4 separate regions of the Mus musculus genome follow, and regions 2, 3 and 4 are each linked to region 1. A link is a contact called in public HiCAR-type, HiChIP or PLAC-seq and promoter capture Hi-C data. All regions are on one chromosome and are shown on one strand. The core of a region is the stretch at or near the end of the contact, and the rest is flanking DNA. Distances in the headings are between cores, read along the strand shown. Region 1 holds the start of Gabra5 (gamma-aminobutyric acid (GABA) A receptor, subunit alpha 5). Region 2 holds the start of Atp10a (ATPase, class V, type 10A). Region 3 holds the start of Ube3a (ubiquitin protein ligase E3A). Region 4 holds the start of Herc2 (HECT and RLD domain containing E3 ubiquitin protein ligase 2).

Region 1 (3,221 bases), core at 435-2,934:
TGTGGCTAGTTAGTCCTCTGCAGCTGGGAGGGCAGGGTTTCAGGATGGTGCTCATCAGGAGCAACCAGTAAAAGGAGGGGTTGCCCTCTATTCCCTTTCAAGGGTACACTTCTGATGGCCCAGCACCTAACACCACTCCCCACCTGCCTCACTAGCAGGTAATCAAGACTCTAGAACCCGAATCTTCAGGGGACCTTCAGAATCTTAACTATAGACTACTCAGGGAACTTTATCCTAGTGGCACATCTTCAGAGAACTCAGCAAATGGAGAAATCCATGTGTGCAATTTATCCATCTTAGAAAAGCCACTTGAATGAATGAATATGTTCTATCAAGAAGAATCCCTTGTCTCAGAGTCATTTAAGACTATGGCTAACTATATAGTCATGGTAAGCTCTATTACATGTGTGCAAAAAAGGTAATACTTATATCCTGTTTCTGAAATAATTTTACAGGTTCTCATTTTGGAAAAATCAGAGTTTCTATAATGTGTAAAAGTGCCATTAAGTACTTTGGCCCAACTGGAGAATGGGTAGAGGCTTGGGTGGGCTTTTCTGCTCAGCGCTGTTAAAGAAGGATCCAACAGGGAGAGAGAGATTTGACTGTTCGTGCTGTCACTTAGAAGTCACTGAACAGTCTGTGCCCCACAAAATTTGCAACACCGAAGCAAACCCCAGGATTTCGATTCAAGTCTTTTCTGGTGTTTTGTTTTGTTTTGGACAGGTTAGCATGGATACCAGGAGGGCATAGAACTCAGTAGACTGCACAATAACCTTGAGCTTCTGCTCTTCCTCCTGGGTTCTGGGATTGCAGGCATATGCCAACAGTGCGGGGATTACATAGCGCAGGGAATGGAACCCAGTGCTTTCTGTACGCTAAGCAAGCTCTAAGCTTACTCCAGTGGAAACAACACACTGCAGTAGAGAAAGGAGCTGCCTCCGCGTCCAGTTTGTGTAACATTTGAAAGGGCCTTTTCTTCCCAGTCGTAATTGGTCCTGGCTGCCCTTGTCTCGCATAAACTATGATACTGACATTGGACCAACACGTTAATCAACCGCAAGTGCCCGCTGAGAAGGTAATATCTTCCTTCCAGCCCCCAGAGGGGCACAGAAAAGCTTTGCACCGCCTGTGACCTACTTTTATATCTGCGACCCCATACTCTGTATCTGCATTAAGGATGCTATAGCTTATCAAGGAATGAGTCTTCACTAACGTCCTAAACATGCACTGCTATTGTGAAAGGGTTTCACTGTAAGATCCAGCAATAATTACTCTTCGTGAATTAAATGATGAGGGTTCTCTTGCACCAGTTTCTTTCTGAAAAGAATGGCTGGGTAAATTCAAGGTTGCTCCTGAGTTAGAACAAAAAGTGCTGGCCATCCTACCTGACATAAGCATCCACCTAGGTTACAGATGCTGATGTCAGTCCCCACACCTTGCCTCCTCTGTCCTAAAAGGTGACTAGCGATTATTCCAGGGGGAACCAAATATGCTTCCAATGCCCACAAGCAACTTCAGCAGAAACATGGTCTTTCCCGAAGCGGGTCAGACAGTAGCTCCCATGCCCGCTTCCTGGGCTGAGCGGGGGCCGGGGGCCGTGCATTTGATGAGAGTCTGGCGGCCTCTACCGGGCGCCTAGGCAGAGGGACGTTCCTCAAACCCAGAGACGACATGTGGCGCTTTGGAGAGGTGAGAGCGAGCGCGAGTCCGCCGGGGGCGCTGGGGGAATCTGCAGCGGGGCAACGCGCGGCCTCAGGCGCGGCGCGGAACAGAGCCGCAAGGCGGCAGCGGGAGCGCAGGGCTCCGGGGCTCCTCGGCGCCGAGCGCCGGGCAAGTTCGCTCCGGCAGTATGGGGCGGTGACACCGCACCAGCCAGCCGCGCAGGGACAGCGGGCGGCGGCGAAGCAGGATGCGCCCTCGCCGACGGCTCGCCAGCCGGGGCCCGCGCGTAGGGTAAGGAGCTGCGGCGGCCACCGTTGCGGGCACCCCGGCCTCAGAATCAGGAAGAGCGCAGGGCAGTTGGGCGCTCTCGGATCCCGCAGTGCAAACTTTGCCCGGAGACTGCGGAGGCCACCAGCACGGAGGGCAGGGGATCCGGTGGCGCGGCTGGACGGGGCTGTGGGCGCAGCGCCTCCTGGTTCGCGGTGGACAGCAGAGAGCTGCTGCTTGCGGCCGTCGTGGAGCTCGCCGGCCTGGAAGGCGGCTCCCGCTCAGGAGCAGGGGCGCGCGGTGGGCGCGGGCCCCACTTGGTGTCGCGCGCCTGTCGCGCGGGTTGCTCGAGGCCGGGCTCTGGCTGCGCCGCCACTGCACCGCGCGCAGCAGAGGAAGAAGGCGCTGCCTGCCGAGCGCTCAGCTGGCGGGCTTGGGGGCTAAGGAGGTCTGGAGGGACGAGCCTGAGGGCAGGACCACCAGAGGTGTCCGGTGGCGCTGCGGAGCGGCAGCAGGTGCGGGGTGGCGGAGGCTGCGGCTCCGCAGTGCCACCCCTTATCCCACCTGCGCTGTGCGCCAGCACTGGTGAGCTCGCACCGGAATCTGGGGGGCCCCAGGGAGAGCAGTCTCGCTGTGGGGATCGAGAAGTCGGGGGCTCAGGGGCAGCAGAAGGCACCGCCCGGGTTTTCCTGCATGCGGCGCCGCGTGCTCGCCGCCTAGACTCGCCTGGCTACCGGCGCCGAGCCCTAGGATTCGCCCAAGCGACCACCGCATGCCAGCCTTCTATTCTTGAAGGGAATCTCAGAGGGCCTTATCCTTCGAGATGGAAGTACCTGTTGTGTGGTTTTTCAGTTCTGGACTTTGGGGTTGGGGGGTGTCTCCGTAGAAATGTGTTTCTTTTGGAACTCTGGCTTGCTCGTGTGCATTGAGCATCTATTTGCGTTATGCGCATGTTGAGATGTTATGTGCCTTCTCTAAGGTTGCTGCTGGCCCAGGGTCAGTGCTTGCTTGGATTACCACTGCGCTAACCAGCGTCTAGCTAAGAACAGAGATATGTTCCAAGTGTCGTGATTACTAAGCCATGTAGTCCTGGGGGCAGAATGCCAACCCAGAAAGTCTGACCCTCACCGGCAAGTCTACCATTGCGATCCTATAGAAGACGTGTTTCTGACATGTGCCTTTCCCCCTCTTCCCACACACTTTCAGCACCTTGCAGAACAAGAAGCAGCTTGCTGGCTTTGAACGTGTGGCAAATATTTCAGAAAGGTAAATTTATCTAACTTGTGGATTTG
Region 2 (3,132 bases), core at 101-2,600, 1.1 Mb before region 1:
CAGCACTGGGGAAACTAAGGAAGGAAGCTCATCACTAGGTCATCACCCTGAGCTACATTGAGATCCTATCTCAAAAACACTGCAGCAAGGTGGAGAAAGAAGAAGCCTAAGAAAAGGAGAGGCAAAGGAGGACAGAGGGAGAGAGAGGGGCACCGGCAGGGTCAGGGAGAAGGAGCAAGGAGACTAAAAAATGGTACCCAGACTGTGGCGGGATCATAGCTAACTTAAATGGATGGACTGTTGTTTTTGCCTGACCTTCAATCTAATCTGTGCCCGATGAATCAGAACTTTTTGTCCCAAAACATCTATTATCTAAGACCAAGCTATAAATTCCTGTGTGTTAAATGCCATGGTGACTTGGCCAAGGATTGAGGCCAGGACTTCAGGTGATCATATTCTAGGCATAGGGTAAGGGCAGATGTGGATGAAACTAAACACGTGCAACCAGATGCCAACCATTGGTTCGTTCTAGTTTAGAAATTAAGTTTAGTGCTAATCTGGAACAGGGGACCTGTGTGCACCCCTGCATCTTTGAGGATGAATGATTTTCACCTGGCCCAGGCTACTCCGCGGGCCATCCTGGACTCGTGCAAGTCACACTCAACACCCTTTTTTCGGATGCTCAGTTTGGCTCACCTGCTGAAGACAAGGCAGCCCAGGTGGTTGATTTCATGGTCCGAGCGGTGTCGGCTGTAGTCCTCCCACAGGTCTTTGATGGCTGTGACCGCCAGAATGAAGAGCACAGGCGCCAGTGCCAGGCCCGGCTGGAAGGCGTTCACAGCCGGCACAAAGTTGAGCAGCGCGATGAAGACGAAGTACACATTGGCTAGGCGGTGGAACTGCTCGAAGAGATTCTTGGGCAAGAAGGACAGCAGCGTGTACTTGGTGGTCTTGAGGCGGTTGTCGGCCAGGTGCTGGATGCAGCCGCGCATCAGCAGCCGCTCGCCCTTGGGGGCTCCGATCGTGGAGTCCTCGGTGCCCAGAGGCGGTAGCAGGTTGGAGCGCACCGTGCGCGTCCTGCCCTCCCAGCGCCTTCTTCGCGGCCGCCGCCATCCCGAGGATGCGGACTCTTCGGCCGCCGGGAGCTCCCGCTCCATGGCCGCGTGTCGCCGCGCCCGGCTCCTCTGCCGCTCGCGCCAGCCTCCTAGGTGATCATCGCCCGCCGCCCGGGCGCGGCAGCGCGGACTCCCCTCCTGCGGGACGCACAGACACCACAGTCAGCGTGCCGAGCCCCGCCCAGCCCGCGCAGCCTGTCCAGACTTCCAGGTCTACTAGTCCCCGCGGGCAGGAGGTCGCGGGCCGGCTCGGCGCTCTTCCCCTCGCAGTCCCCTCCCGCCACCCAGGCGGCCTGGGCGGTTTCCGCCGAGGTGGCTCCTCTGCCCCGCCCTCACTCAGCGCCCAGATTCAGATTGGGCGGATAGCGGGAAACAAAAAGAGCCCGCGCTGGAAACTTTAGAGAGCTTTACTTTCGTTTCTCTGAGGCATCCAGTTTAGTCCCAGAGAGTTTGCAAACTCACTGTGCCACTAAGAGAGGAAGACTGAGTATCAGTTCGCCCCATCCCCTCCTAGCCCGCGCGCTCTAACTAGAGCAGACAGACTTGATCCAGGACCAGGAAATGTTGTCTGGAGAGCTGGTTTAGGACCTCCTCAAGGCTGGGTCATTTGAAGTTAAACCCAGAATCCTTAGTATACCGATTTTCCAGTTTCCAAATTATGTTTTGAAAAGCGCATTGCCACCTAAGTACTCTCCATAAAGTCACTATTTCTGTCCCCCCCCCCAAAAAAAAACAAAACAAAAAAAAAAACAAAAAAACACCCTACCCTCCAGCTTGCACTTACTTTCAGATATAATTTTTTGGTGAACTGGAAATTTTCTTTTTCTAGAATTACCTTCAACATTCTTTGTTCCCCAAATAGGACTTTTTTTTAAATTTCTTCATAGAAGAGAAGATTATAATATAGATCCAAAGAAACATTTGGGTCACTGTTTCCCTGCCTGGTAAACAAGGACTGAGATTCCCTAGGGCAGTTTTGTTCTAGAGATCTAGAAAAAGACTGGGCAGAGAGGGAGCCTGATGGGCAGCTGAGGGAATGTGAGCAAAGGGTTCCTTTCCTGTTGATGGGAGAGAGGAGTTTACATACATTGAATATTGGGAAATTGAAGGTGACTTTGGAAGGAGCTGGGAAGCATACTACAGGTGAAGTAGGGGCCCACAACTTCCACTCCGTGTGCCTCTTTACAGATACAGAGATGAGAAATGGGGATATTTGTGGTCTAGGAGAGCATGGCTGGCAAATAAATGAGAAATAACTTTGGGGTACTTTGTGTTCAGATTTGAGGACCTTAGCCTCTTCCTTTAACAGGCTAGTCCTTCCTTTCTCTCCCTACCTCAGCACCATTTGCTAGCTTTGGGTACTTCCTCTGAGGGTCCTGATCTGGCTTTACTGAAAAATCACTTGTCTTTTCCTATCCCTCTTTTTGGGTGTCCAACCTTGTGCTCCTTGGTTCACATGCTACCCAGCTATTGGAGGTTATCATCCTTGACCAAGCCCATAGTAGTCAATAGAATCCAGCATTAGAAGAGTAAAGTAACAGCTACGGAAGGAAGGAAGGAAGGAAGGAAGGAAGGAAGGAAGGAAGGAAGGAAGGAAGGAAGGAAAGGAGGGAGGGAGGGAGGGAGGGAAGAGAGAAGGAATGAAAGGGAAGAGGAGAGGAGAGGAGAGGAGAGGAGAGGAGAGGAGAGGGGAAGGGAAGGGAAGGGAAGAGAGAGAAGAGAAGAGAAGAGAAGAGAAGAGAAGAGAAGAGAAGAGAAGAGAAGAGAAGAGAAGAGAAGAGAAGAGAAAATTTCCCTCCCTATCAAATATCCACTCCCAGTAAGAGGTTCAAATTTGAAGGGTGAAACCAAGATAAGAAAAACATTGGGCTAAAGTGTCTGCATTTCCCCCAAAAGAACTCTCATCTCAGGGTTGACAATCCTAAGCCAAAGATTAGGAGAAAATCCAGTCTTTAACACCTGACTCTGCTTTCAACTCCATCATCTAACCTAGTGGAGTTCCAGGTCGGCCAGTTCCTTCATTCCTTGGCGGTCGCTTGTCTTTACAGATATTCCAGGATTGCCCCACAGCCTTCAA
Region 3 (3,246 bases), core at 503-3,002, 1.7 Mb before region 1:
AGGAGAATTTAATACTAAAGCAATTTCTGTCATACATAACAAGACAAAATTTTCCTTTTATCTCTCCTCAATTCTAAATTTACATAATTTACCAAAAAGATATCTTAAGAGTATTAACTAATCTGAGGTGTGTCAAAAACATTCGTCGTGTCTCTTGTCCAATAGGGCTTTGATATTTAGCTTTTTAACAGCTGTATTTCTTAAAGTTCAGGCCATCTTTATTTCAAACGCACTTCCCTATCCAAAACATTTTAACATAATCTGCTGCTTCTCCCAAAACCATGGGTTATACGAATATCCTTCACGAAGTAAGATAATGGTGGATAACACATCCCATATACTATTTAGTTAACATTTCCAACAGTACACTAGCTATTTAACGCAATCCCAAAGAGATTTTATACTGTTCTATTTTAGCATGCTCAAAAGACATAAAAAAAATTGACGTAAAATTGTCTTTAGAGGATTCTTCTAAAGCTGATAAAGTCTTATTAAAATTATACTTTCTATTTTTAAGGCTAACGCAATTATAGCACATTCAACTCTGATTCTTCCAACAAAAAGCCTCCGCATCAAAATGGGGAAAACGTCCTTTTCATTTTCTCAACTGAAAAGGGGGAGGGGAGAAGAGGAGGAGGCCAACTGCTTACAGGTTTGCATTGAAAATTAACACAGCAGTTTCTGAGGAATCAGTAACTCACGTTCAACTACTGAATCCTACCAGAAGCAGCACACGAATAAAACCAGAGCGCAATCCTTGGGCTTGAGGTGCCGCTTCATCCGTCTTCCTTCCAATCCACCCCCAATACCCCAACCCACTAAGCACACATCTAAATATGTCTTCCCCACCAGAGCGCCCCTTTGGAGGAAAAGGCCTGCCTTTCGCAGCCTGAAGCCACGGCTGGCTCTCCGATCTCTGCTTAGATGAGGCCCCCGATCTCGACGCCCTGCACGTCCGCCCCACCCCGGGCCCACTCGGGTACCCGTGGGTGACAAAACCCTCCCTCCTGCGTCCAGCCAGCACTGACAGTTAAGGCTGCAGCAGCCGCAGCCACCAGGGCCTAGTCCTGGCACCGGCCCCTCCAGACCACGCGCCCCAAGCACTCGCTCACGGAGGCGGGTGAGGGCCCGGCGCCTACCCTGTCAGCGCGGGCCGGAGGGTGACGAGGGGACCGGCGGTACAGACCAGAGGGAGCGCGCCGGGCAGGCCGCAGCCGCAGCAGCACTGACCTGTCCTCGCCCCCGCGCGTGGGCTGCGGCCCTCGCAGCTGCGGCCGCCTCACTGGTCCTTGTCGCCCTCGTCCACCGCCGCCGCCCGCCACCGCCTCGTTCCCTTTCGCTGGCGCCACCGCCGGGTCTCATGCGGGACCCGCGCTTCTCCTCAGGAAACCGAGGCCGAGAGGCCAGGCGCCTGGGCAACCTTGAAGTCGGCGCTGAAGCGCTGCTGTCGCGATCTGTCCACAGTGGGGGGCGAGGGCGGCGAGCAACTCCGAAGAGAAGCAGAAGGAGGCGCCACCGTCAGCGACAGGTCGACGGAAGAGAAGCGTAACGAGGCGGTGAACAGCTGCGTGGCCCGGTGCGCGAGCGAGAGAGCGAGCGCAGGAGGGGCGACGAGGTGCTGGCAAAGACGAAAGGCCCTGTCGTCTCCTGGAGTCACCCAAAGAGGAGCGCCACCATCTTGGGAGAAATACGGATCTCGCGAACGCAGCACTGGACGAGAGGACTAGGTGGGCGGACCGAGTATCCCGACAGGCAGCGCGCGCCAACCCTGCCGGGCGAGGGCTCGGAGTCCGGAGGCGGGATGCGAGGCGGGGTTGCGCGTGCGTGGGATGGCGACGGGCTCTGCCCCGCCCCGATCGCAGCTCTGTGGGGCCCTCCTCTAGCTCGCCTTCGCCTGCGGCGCAGGGGCCTTTGGGAAGGGGAGATGGCCTTGGGCTGGGTGGAAGCTGGCCAGCATCGTCGCCATCTTGAGACTGGGCTGAGAGAGGCTTGGTGTTTTTAGCCTCTGCTCCTTTTACTCAATCTATAGACCAGTGTGCTTCGGTGTACTCGCGAGAGCGGACAGGTCTACCCAGCCTAGCAAAGCCCAGGAGTCAGAGGGACGAATAGGCCAAGAGGGTGTAGCCTACTGGCGGCACGAGGAGGCATAGAAGCGTTTTGTTGCTAGAGCTGACCCTTACGACTTTTCATCCGAACTGTCCGAGTAAAGGATTCAGGCGTTGAGATTGGGCAACCTTTCAGCAAACAAGGCCATCAGCCTCTGCCAGAACATGATATGTCACTGGCTTACCAGACTAGTAGGTAAAAGCCCAGCCCCTCCTGTGTTGTCTTCCAGTAGATGTCAACTGAGAAGAAACCGCCTTGCTTGATCACACGTGGATAGAGACTAATTTTGATTTACAGAACACCCGAACCCTGTTAGAGCCATGTGACTTGTTGGTACCGGAGTGAGGGTTTAACTTAGGTTTGTTGTTAATGATTTTGACACTAAATTATTATAAAGACTAGCTGACATGTTATTTCCTGGCTTGCAACTTAGTAAGCCTTAATCATCTAGTGCTCAAAATGTAACAATCACATGTATTAATGTGCTTTTCTGTTTATTACAGCTCCTATAATGTGTGTGTATGTGTGTGTATATATATATACACATCATATATATATGAAAGATCTCCCCACTATAAAAAATATTTTTATTATTGGTTTTTCAAGACAGATTTCTCTGTGAAGCCCTGGCTGTCCTGGAACCCACTCTGTAGACCAGGCTGGCTTTGAATTCAGAGATTCGCTTTCTGAATGCTGGGATTAAAGGCTTGCAATTTTTTAAAATTAAAAAATAATAGGCGTGTGTGTGTGTAAACTATTACAGGATAAATAATAAGTGCAACTGTTATATCAGATTTTAAGATACTTTAAATTTTTTCTATTCTTTTTTTTTCTCCATCCATTAAAGATCCTCATTTGGAATACCATTGTATTATATGAAAGGGGCCAGTAATAAATGTAACCCTTTAAAGAGTTATCTTTGCAAACTATTTAAATACAAAACCAAAACTGAAAATCATTAGACTGCTAAGAAAAGTAAAGTACATAAACTGTTGCAGCATGTGAAGACGCTTTCAGCTATTCACTCCTAAATAAAAGTCTGAAAATGAAAGGTCATGGTCTAGTCATGTGAATTATCAAAATGTAGCCAGCAGCCCAGACTTCTAAAAAGCTTAAAAGTTTAAAGGAAATACATATCCA
Region 4 (3,215 bases), core at 359-2,858, 1.5 Mb after region 1:
ACCATCACAAGCCAGCATTCTGTTTCTCTTGTTCCTGGTGTGAAAATCTGAGCATTTCTCTTAATTACAGATGACATATAAAACCAACAGCTCATCTAAACTGTCACCTCTCCGGGAGAACAAATACAAAATCGCAGAAAATGCTAACTACATATCACTTTCCTGCTTCCCTGCATAGTATCAGGACATACAAAATCAATAGCAAAAATATCAGGACATGCCTTTCATCCCAGGACTCAGGATGCAGAGGCCAGCCAGGCACAGTGAGTTAACAGGGAGACCCTTTCTAAAAATAAGAGGGGGGAAAAAAAGAAAAAGAAACAAACAACAGTCAAGTCTTGATTAAGAATGTTGGCAGGACCTGGGATGGAGTTCAGCTGGTAAAATACCTGCCTAACTATACCACATAATCCCAGCAAGGTGTTAAGGTGCTGCAATGCTAGCACTCAAGAGGTGGAGGCAAAAGGATCGGATGTCAGGTCATCCTCACCTACACTGAGGAGTTCAAGGCCAGCCTGGGAATATGAAACCCTGTCTTAAAAAAATAAACAAATAAAAATAAGCCTCCAGAATAAAAATACTGAAAAATTGCATAACTGGATCTCAAGTTTCTTGCACTTACAACTAACTTCAATTAAGCCACAACCACATAGCATCTCTTCAACAGTCATAATAAATGTCACATTGTAAATTATAAGAAATAATCTTCCTAAGACAAGATCTAATTGCCATTCACTCACACATTCTCCTCAAGCAAACATTTTTTATAGAGACAGGAACACACAAAGAAAAGAGAAAACCATGTTCACCCCACCTGGATATCTGTTTTCAACCATTTGGAGTCAAGGCGAGACTGGGCAGCCAAACAGAAAGACTCAGAAGGCATGTTTCCTCCGGGTGGTCAGACCTGCAAGTCAAACACAAACGCTGGAGCCCTCGAGCTTCTTTAAACTGCTATTTACACCATCCTGCTGTTTAACGCGGCCGAGACAGAACATAAAACAGGGAAGGAGAGCTGGGGGAGGGGACGAGAGGATGAGGGATGAGAGGGAAAGCTGGCCCCAGAACGGGAGAAGGGAGGGAAATACCACTTCCAATAGAGGTAGAGTCGCTGGGATTTCCCAATACGCCGGCCGGACCTACAGTGGTCACCGGCGACCACTGCACAATGTCATCCCACTCCTTTAAATCCAAAGGGACACACACAGACACACGTCAGGAAAAAAAACTCACTATCGCAACGACAAATGACACCAGTGTGCATCAGCCGCTATACCTACAGCAGTCCGGCGGAGTGTGGTAAATAAACAAAAGTCATGTCTGCAGATAAATCTACAACAATCGCCTAAATACTAAAAAGACAGCCGTGACTGCGCGGCCTCCGAGGCGCACAGGCCCTGGTTCCTCCGCGCCAACGCCCGCCTTCCGCCCGCCGCTCTCCGGGCCCCGCTCTCCCGGACCTGGCGCCGCCCGTCTTCGGCCCCTCCGCCCTCCTTCGGCCCAGCTCGGCCAGCCCTGGCGCCGCCTGCTCCGCCAGCCGGCTGAGGGAACACTCCCTGCAGGAGCCGGCCGGCGCTCGCGATCCAGTCTGCGGCCCGAAGCGCACGCTGACGCATGGCTGCGCCCGCCCAATAGCGCAAGGGTGAGAGACGGCTTCAGCCAATGGACGAGCAGCGTCGCACGCCCCTCCCCCAACTTCCGCTTCCTTCAGCACGACTCAGCTTCCTTCTTGAGACTCACCCGCTCAGCGAGAGCCAACCGCAGACGCCGGGAGGTGGGACTTGTGCGCACGCACGCTGGCTTGCCCAGTCCCAACCCTTCCCAGACTGTGTTTGCTTCCAGGGACCCGAAGTTGGTAAGGTATTTGCAGCGGGACGAGGTTCTCGAGGCTCCCTGTGCTTTAACGACAGCGTCCTTTTGGCCTTTGAGTCAGTGGACAGAAGAGGAAATTTAAGAAAAAGTAATTGATCCGGGCCTGGTAGTACTCGCCTTTAACCCTGGCACCAGGAAGGCAGAAGCAGGTGAATTCTGGGTTAAGAGACCCTGGGGGAATGGGGGTGCGGGAGTAAGAAAAGAGCAATTAAAATCACACAAAATATGTTCTCTGATCATCATGGAATAATCAAATAACTACAAATAAAACATAACATAATCTTCAAGCATGTGGAAATTAAACTTTTCCATGAGAAGGCAAAGAAAGGACTTAGAACATTTGAAATAGGAACTGGGTGCGATTTGTTGTTTTAAATACGATGGTTCATTTTTTTCCCACGTGTTAGAAGGCAGCAATGAGGGATATGCCACAGTGGTATGGTGGCCCAGTTGCAACGTTAAAATACCTGTCTTTTGTCATCCTTGGTATGTATCTTCAAACTCACTCCCAAGGGTCAAGGGATTTGCCATAGCTCAGACATCACATCTCTGTTTCAAGCAGCAGGAAGCAGTATAAAAGATCCACAGTCTATCACACCTCCCAAAGACTGTGTGACTCTAATTTACTTCTGCTTCAACTCAAAAGTATCTGAACAAGGTTTCAAATTCAACCACATCCAAAATACAGTTAGGGTGGACAGGGCTTTGAACCTGAGGCATGACAGCATAATTACCAGTAGAAGGTAACACCCGAGGAGGCATCTCTGGCCCTTAGGCTCCCTTCTCATGCAAGACACCCTTCGTCCCTCCACATACTGAAGCATGTTTACCTACGTACATTTTTAGAACTGTGTCTGCTAGCTCTAAAAAAACGATGTTTGTAGTCCATTTTGTGTTGCTGTAACAACATGACTGAATAATAAATACAGGCATTTGTACCTCACACTTCTGGAGGCTAAGTCTAAGAGCATAGCACTGGTATCTGGTGACGGCATTTCTGATGTTGCATAGCATGGTATAGAGGCAAGAGAACCCATGTGTGGCAAGAATACACCAAGCAAACACATCATTTTGATCCATGAGGCATAGTCTACTTGACTTGATCACATCTTAAAGGGTCCACCTCCTAATACTGCGACAAAAACTGTAATATTTCAACAGGAGATCTGAAGGGACATTCAAACCATAGTGAGGCAATGTGGTGAAGTGTCTAGGATGGCAGAGGTTTTGTGTGTGTGTGTGTGTGTGTGTGTGTGTGTGTGTGTCTGTGTGTGTTTATTTGTCAATTTGAAGATTGAGGCAGCAGGAAAAGCAAGGTCTCAAAACTCAGCCAAGATTTCTTG

The links. Promoter capture Hi-C pulls out the DNA fragments that hold promoters and counts their contacts. HiCAR-type assays count read pairs that join an accessible place to other places. HiChIP or PLAC-seq counts read pairs in DNA pulled down with a chosen protein or histone mark.
Region 2: an H3K4me3 HiChIP or PLAC-seq map of embryonic forebrain shows a contact between it and region 1, with 8 times the contacts expected there. The contact joins the promoter of Atp10a here to the promoter of Gabra5 in region 1. A contact is called at or near these places in 2 of 39 promoter capture datasets (hippocampal neurons and liver) and 3 of 115 datasets of contacts at active chromatin or transcription factors (astrocytes, embryonic forebrain and forebrain).
Region 3: a HiCAR-type map of astrocytes shows a contact between it and region 1, with 11 times the contacts expected there. The contact joins the promoter of Ube3a here to the promoter of Gabra5 in region 1. A contact is called at or near these places in 2 of 39 promoter capture datasets (cranial neural crest and maxillary cranial neural crest), 5 of 484 Hi-C or Micro-C datasets (cerebral cortex, cortical neurons and forebrain) and 7 of 115 datasets of contacts at active chromatin or transcription factors (astrocytes, embryonic forebrain, embryonic hindbrain and 4 more).
Region 4: a contact with region 1 is called in a promoter capture Hi-C map of embryonic stem cells, with 4 times the contacts expected there. The contact joins the promoter of Herc2 here to the promoter of Gabra5 in region 1. A contact is called at or near these places in 1 of 39 promoter capture datasets (embryonic stem cells) and 1 of 9 other capture datasets (embryonic stem cells).

Annotation. Positions count from the first base shown.
Region 1 is chr7:57,508,472-57,511,692 of GRCm38.p6, reverse strand. It overlaps Gabra5 (gamma-aminobutyric acid (GABA) A receptor, subunit alpha 5), which reads left to right and starts at 1,684. Exons shown (of 11, transcript NM_001362162.1): 1 at 1,684-1,953; 2 at 3,136-3,195.
Region 2 is chr7:58,656,420-58,659,551 of GRCm38.p6, reverse strand. Atp10a (ATPase, class V, type 10A) reads right to left here and starts at 1,350. Exons shown (of 21, transcript NM_009728.2): 1 at 637-1,350. The coding sequence starts at 1,097.
Region 3 is chr7:59,227,256-59,230,501 of GRCm38.p6, reverse strand. It overlaps Ube3a (ubiquitin protein ligase E3A), which reads right to left and starts at 1,752. Exons shown (of 11, transcript NM_001033962.2): 1 at 1,231-1,752.
Region 4 is chr7:56,048,548-56,051,762 of GRCm38.p6, reverse strand. Herc2 (HECT and RLD domain containing E3 ubiquitin protein ligase 2) reads right to left here and starts at 1,608. Exons shown (of 93, transcript NM_010418.2): 1 at 1,461-1,608; 2 at 815-907. The coding sequence starts at 886. It overlaps Gm34121 (predicted gene, 34121), which reads left to right and starts at 1,713. Exons shown (of 3, transcript NR_166588.1): 1 at 1,713-2,021.